Regions from separate parts of the Anser cygnoides genome. Here region 1 is linked to region 2. The links are chromatin contacts, called in public Hi-C maps. All regions are on one chromosome and are shown on one strand. The core of a region is the stretch at or near the end of the contact, and the rest is flanking DNA. Distances in the headings are between cores, read along the strand shown.

The links. Hi-C and Micro-C count contacts between places; a contact is called where the count stands out from the background.
Region 1: a Hi-C map of liver shows a contact between it and region 2, with 14 times the contacts expected there. The contact joins the enhancer-like site here to the promoter of VAV2 in region 2. A contact is called at or near these places in 2 of 7 Hi-C or Micro-C datasets (both in liver).

What each region holds. Positions count from the first base shown.
Region 1 is chr20:4,437,010-4,439,934 of Taihu_goose_T2T_genome, forward strand. The region is part of intron 1 of CACFD1 (calcium channel flower domain containing 1); the gene reads right to left. Among named protein-coding and RNA genes, the nearest start is that of CACFD1, 3.7 kb to the right of the region's middle. Within about 2 kb of position 1,557, at least 1 of the 3 cell types and tissues checked has open chromatin away from gene starts, as enhancers often do. A contact at or near this core is called in liver, where this site is marked.
Region 2 is chr20:4,166,860-4,170,256 of Taihu_goose_T2T_genome, forward strand. It overlaps VAV2 (vav guanine nucleotide exchange factor 2), which reads left to right and starts at 1,735. Exons shown (of 27, transcript XM_066981004.1): 1 at 1,735-2,407. The coding sequence starts at 2,204.

The sequences.
Region 1 (2,925 bases), core at 307-2,806, 270 kb after region 2:
CAGCAGGGCTGGCTTCTCCCAGCTCCAGCCTGCCCTGCAGCCACACCAGCAGGGTTGTGCCCTCCTGTGCTTTGGGCTCATCTGTCCGGACAGACAGCGCTGGAGCTGCCCAGAAGGGTCCTTGCCTTGGCTGGCACCTCCGGGCACTGCAGAGCAGCGTGCACAGACCAGCACAGAAGGGCTGATGGCCCGAGGAGAGCAGGATGCAGGTGGAGGGTTTGTTCCCATCCTACCTGGCCCAGCATCCAGGTATCCTTCTGCTCTGAATGCTTGGTGCCTCAGTGTGACGCCTGCTCAGAACAGTGTTTGCTTTTATGTGCGGTCACATACGTGGCACCCCGGGTTTTATTTGCAAAGGAACCACTGGTTTGCCCCAGGACTGAACAAAGACGACCCTGCCGGCACCCATCTCAGAGCAGCACGGGGAAAAGTTCAGCAAAAAAATTACTTGCAGCCCTTTCAGGCTGAAAATAAAGGAGAGGTGAACCCGGTCTTGGTCACACACTGCTAGTTCTGTGCAACTCTGCTAAAGATTGGCAGAAAAGAGCCAGTTTTGGGTCTCTGCTAATACAAATGGAAGTGGCTGCTGGTTAAAGCAAGGCCCAGAATAGCTCCTGCTCTCCTGAATTCGTAATGCCAGGAGAGGAAGCAGCCAGCAGCCAGGCTGCAGGCACCCACCTCCTGCCTCATTAAACTTGCAAAGAGCTCCCTGCACTCGATACGGCCCCTTTCCCCCGCTGACACCGAGAGGCTGCTGCTGCTCACCTGGGAACCCGAGCCCACGGGAGGGAGGGCGGCGAGGCAGGGGCTGCATCCCCAGTAAACAACAACACAGTGCAGAACCGCATCTGAAATTATACAGCCCTTAAAGGCTGGCCTGGGATGTGCAGCTGAATAATGAAGAGAGCGGTGTGAATGTGAGAATCAGCCTGGATCCAGGTATTTCTGAAGTCTGCTCATGTTTTGCTAAGGGAATCCCTGAGCAGGGCTGCTGTGAGCAGTCCTGACCTTCAAAAGCTTGGCACGAGTTTGCAAGGTTTCCTTCAGGCATCCACTGCTGAATCCTCAAGGTTTCCTCAAGAATATTTACCCTTATTTACCAGACTGGGAAACAGAGCTGCAGGCCTATGATAGGACCAGGCTAAGGTCACCCCACAAGCAAGTGGCCCCCTGATTTTAGAAAACAACCAAACAGGTTTATTTTTAGAGGCTTCCTAGGACTGTCCCCTAGGACCCAAAATCTCCTGGAGATTCCTGCTAGAACAAGATCCCTACAGAGCAGAAATGCCACAGGACATGCTACCAGCCGCGCTCCAAGGGCACTTCTCATCCTCCCATCACAAAGGGATCAGTGTCAGTGTCCCTGCACTGCAGGGGGAAACTGAGGCACCGGGGTGGGATGATGCACACACGCAAACAGACGGAGAGCTGGCAAAGCACCAGCAAGCAGGATTGTAAGGAGCAGCAGGCAGGGACGTTTCTAACTCTGTGACCAAAAAACCCTTGGATGCTCTCGGAAGAGGAGCTCAGGGGACTTGTGACACTTGTGACACAAGTCCGCACCATGGACTTCTAACACTTTTTCTTCACAGAAAAACACACTTCTGAAAATAACCTTAAATGACTTTCAAGCATTTTATTATTAGCAGAACAGCAAAACCCAGCAGCACCTTGACTACCACTGAAAGGGCAAGGGCAGAGCCCTGCCCTGGTTAACAGCACAGTGGAGCAGAGCAGTGCAAGAGGTTCAGAGCTACAAAATCAGCCTCAACCACAGAGCAAACCTAGGGAGGCAGAATGTTATTTTCCAAGCAGGACTTTGGCCCTACTATTTTTTTATTTCTTTTTACCCTAGTCAATCAGGGTTTCGCTTTGTCAGGGCTTTGGTTCAGTTCTTCAAGTTTTGTTTTCATCCCAAAACAACCCTTGACCACTGAATGTCCTCACAGGAGCCTCAGCGAAGCGATCGCCCTGGTTGCCAATGGACTAATGACCCAGCAGGCCTGAGCTGAGCGAGTCCCTACGTCAGCACGAGCACCAACCAGCAGGAAAGGAGTCAAAGGTTTATAATCGCAGGAGCACTGCACTCAGTGGTGGTTGCCAACAGCCACAGAGATAACGATTCGGTGACCTTCAGTCTCCTTTGCAGTGCAATGCATCCTGCGGCAGCCTGGCACATCCTGGTCCCGCTGGGGCAGGATCGGCTCCTGCCTCTGTAGCCAAAAGGGACGCGGAGCCAACCCAGAGGCTTCTTTTTGCACAACAAAGCCTCACAAGAGGCTTCAAATTCAGATAATGCTCGATGGCACGTAAGCTATGGAAGACAGTCCTGCCATTTGTTTAACTGCTGTCCCGTCCTGAGGCCCTGGGGAAGCACAAATAACTGGGAGCTAAAACGAGGAAGTAAAAAAAAAAAAAAAACACACCACCCCCCACAAAGCCTCTATTCATTCCAAGCAGCTGGTCACTGTCCTCAATGCAACCCTATTTTTGCTCCTAGAGCATTTTACAAAAGCCACAGACTCCCATCGTCCTTTTACAAATGGGAACACAAGGGGGAGAGGGGACTCGACCGAGGTCACCAAGCCAGGCTGTGCAGGAGCCAGAAACAGACCCTGAGCCTTGTTTGTCTCGCTTGTGCTCCACCTCCCAGCCCTTTCTGGCTTGATCTTGCTGGTTACAGGTGTTGGCACGTGGTAGGTGTCACCTCCCAGCCTCACCTCCACTGACAAAGTTTCCCATCCATCCTACAGGAAATTCTTCCTCCTGCATAAAATAACCTAGGCCTGTAGCAGCCACAACCCAGACGTCCAAAATCCGTATAAATGAGTTCTGTTCCTTCGTAGCGAGCTCTGAAATTAGAGGCACACTCCAACCTTGCCTAGTTATCAGTCAGCCCTTGTCCTAACAGGCCACCTTCAACAA
Region 2 (3,397 bases), core at 485-2,984:
GCACCAGCTCTAGCACAAAACCCACCCCGTGCTCCTCTAGTTTATACAATCCCCCTTTCGGCTTTAGGTTCACGCTGGAAGCAGTGCCTAGATCCTCTCTGCTTGTCCCGTGCTCCCCCGGTTCAGGACGTTTGCATGATCTGCAGCGCGCAGCCCACAAGAGTGCGTGCTGGCTGCACGCTCTTCGCCGAGCCTTGCCTTCCACTTGGTTCCCCGACTATCAAAAATCCCTGCTATCAGCTGTTTTTACTGCTGCAGAGGTGGGTGAGCAGCGTCCTTGCTTCAACACCTCCCACGCAGCTGCTGGCTTTGCAGCTGCAGCGATCGGTCGTAAGTGTCCAGGGGCCAAGTAGGGGTTTTACTATGCAGTAAAAAAAGCCAGGCCACAGCAAGCAGCTTTAATTATCCGCATATAATAAACTCCTCTGTAGCCCTCTACCTACAGACCTGATCTCACAGGGCAGACCAGCATCCAGTGAACCAAAATTATCCCTGGCAGGGCTCCACGCCTTTCAATGGCCTCGTGATTCCTGCCCGGTGGGTGCTGCTGGAGCCCTAGCGGGAGGCCAGGCAGAGAGGCTGAACGGTGAACTTCAGGAATGAGAAAGTTATGGTGAGAAATCTCCTCCGCAGGGTACGGGGAACTGCAGGCTGAGATCAGCATGCTCCCGAGTATACCCGGGGCAGGGCGTAGCTCTGATTGCGAGGCCGGGGCATATGCATGCTGCTCCTGGTCCGATTATACGCGCACTCATCCTGCCCTGCCAGAGGCGTACCAGGCACCGCACACAGCCAGACCAGGGGCAGACCGAGCGCCAGCACGTCAGGCTAAAAGAAGCACTTCCCGTGATATTAAAAAAAATAAATAAATAAAAAAGCTTCGCCAAACTGTCCTTGGAATATCAAACAATTGTTTTTCATTCTTCAGAGGGAATCTTCCTTCCCATGCTGGAAGTGAAGGGTCATGCCAGCAGAGTTGCTCTTTCTTCTTTATCTCCGCTTGGCTACATTTGGAAGAGATTAGCGTTGCATTTGTTTGACATCCAGGTTAATAGCTTCCCTTCGTCCCAGCCTCGGCTTCCGGTTTTGGCTATCTGGAAAGCCAGGACGAAAATTAATCGACAAACTCTTGGGAGAGGATCTCCGAAGAAAACTCAGACCAGATTTGAAAAGGGGCTGCTCTGAAGTGCGCTGATTTGGATGGGAGCCACCGAGTGAAAATTAGAGATTTTCAGGAGTTTGCTGCCAAGGAGTTAATGGCCGAGCGTTGAGGTTTGCAATAAATACGCTGGTAATTAATTATAGGAGTTGTCTTCGTGTTTGAAAGTCAAGGAACGCGACCGCTTGTTTGGGTTAAACATCTCCCCTGCAGTATTTGCAGCCCAAACACGAGCCGGGGAGGGGGAGCGCGCGGCCAGACAAAGCAGCGGCTGCTCGGGGGGTGCTGGGGGGGGGTCTTGGGGACCCCAAATGCGAACGGGGGCCGGGGGGAGCGGAGCAGCGGGGCGGCTGGGGGGGGGGGGGGCCGCTGCAGGACGGGGAGCGGGGAGCTCCGGGAGGAGGGAGCGGGGAGGGGGGGTGCAAAAAGGGAAAATAAAAAAAAAAAAAAAAAAAGGAAAGGAGGCGTGCAGCGCTCCCGCAGACAAAGGGGCGGCGGGGGCGGGCCGGGAGCTCCTCCCGGCGGGGCGGGGGCTTCGGCCCGGGGGGGGGGGGGGGGGGCAGCAAATTCCCACCCGCGGCGGCAGCGGGGGCGGCCCCAGCGGCAGCGCAGGTGGGGCCGGGGCAGGAGCGGCAGCAAAAGCAGGAGCAGCACCGGGAGCGGGAGCAGCAGCTTCAGGAGGAGCAGGAGCAAAAGCAGCAGCAGGACCAAGTTTCCCCGGGCCGGGGGGGGGACACACGAAGTTGCGCGGGGGCGGCCCCTTTGTTCCCGGGCCGATGCGGCGCGCCTAGCCCCGGCGGTGGGGCCGCAGCGGGGGCAGGGGCAGCCCTCCGCCGGAAAACTCGGCGCCGTCCCCCGCCTCCCCTTCCTCCTCCTCCTCCTCCTCCTCCCCGCCGATGCTTCCCCGGGCGGCGGGCGGCGATGGAGCGGGGCGGTAGCGCGGCGGCGCGGTGCGGAGCAGCCCCTCGGGCAGCCGCCCGCTGCCCCTGAGCAGGGAGGAGGAGGAGGAGGAGGAGGAGGAGGAGGAGGAGGAAGGCCGCGGCCATGGAGGAGTGGCGGCAGTGCGGCCGCTGGCTCATCGACTGCAAAGTTTTGCCCCCCAACCACCGGGTGGTCTGGCCCTCGGCGGTGGTCTTCGACCTGGCGCAGGCGCTGCGGGACGGGGTGCTGCTGTGCCAGCTGCTGCACAACCTCTCCCCCGGCTCCATCGACCTCAAGGACATCAACTTCAGGCCCCAGATGTCCCAGGTATTATTATTATTTTTCTTTATTTTTATTTTTTTTGGGGGGGGGGGTGGCGGTGGCGGCGTGCGCGTAGGGCTCTTTGTGTTCTTGCAAAACTTCGTGGTACGAGTGAGTGCGGGAGTGGGTAGGTGGGTGTGGGGGGGAGAGCTTTTTTTCCAGCCCCCCCCCCCGGCTGCCCTTCGCCCCCTACCCCTGTGTTTTAGCTCCCAGCCCCGTATCCCCCCCCCCCCACCCCGAGGCTCAGCCCCAGCACCGGGGCTCAGCGCTGGGAAGCCATCAGTGGCTGTACAGAGGGGGCTGGGGGGGCAGAAACCGCCCCGGGGAAGAAGGCAGCGTCCCCCCCACCCCCCCCCCTTCCCTGTGATGTATAAGTAATTTATAACACCCCCACGTTTATAGCCCTCTCGAAACAAAAGCAGCCAGCACGGCCGAGATGAGGCCGGCGCGGTTACTGCCAAGCTTTTCTCGAGGCTTAAGTTTGGCTTTGATGCGCTGCAGGAGCGGTGCTCTGAGCGCTGTCCTGGCAGGGTGCTGGCCCGAAGGGCAAAAGTTTGCCCAGGGAGATGAAAAACAAGAGGAAAACGCTCCCCAGGTGCTCTGCGAGCCCACCCCGGAGCCCGGGGGGCCGGGTGCTGCGGGGCTGGGCTCAGCGCTCCCCACCACCGTGGCTTTGGGGTTGGGTGACCCTAAGGCTTTAGGGTTCCCTCCCTGGACGCGTTTCCATCTCCGATCGTTTTGGTGGAAGGATGCTTGCACGCCAAATGGGCTCTGTCCGCCTGGCTTGCAGCGCTCTGCGTTTCCGCGTGCCGAGCCGCGCGGCATTTGCATGGGAATCGGGAAATGAAAATCGATGAGAAACGAATGAAACCCGGCCGTGCGTCCCCTGCCCCGCAGCTGCTGGGAAGCCGCTGTCCTGTTTGAACAGCCGAGGGCTTTCTCGGTAAAAAGGGAGGGGAAATTTCCTGGTCGCGAGGGCATGTGAGAATCTGGGTG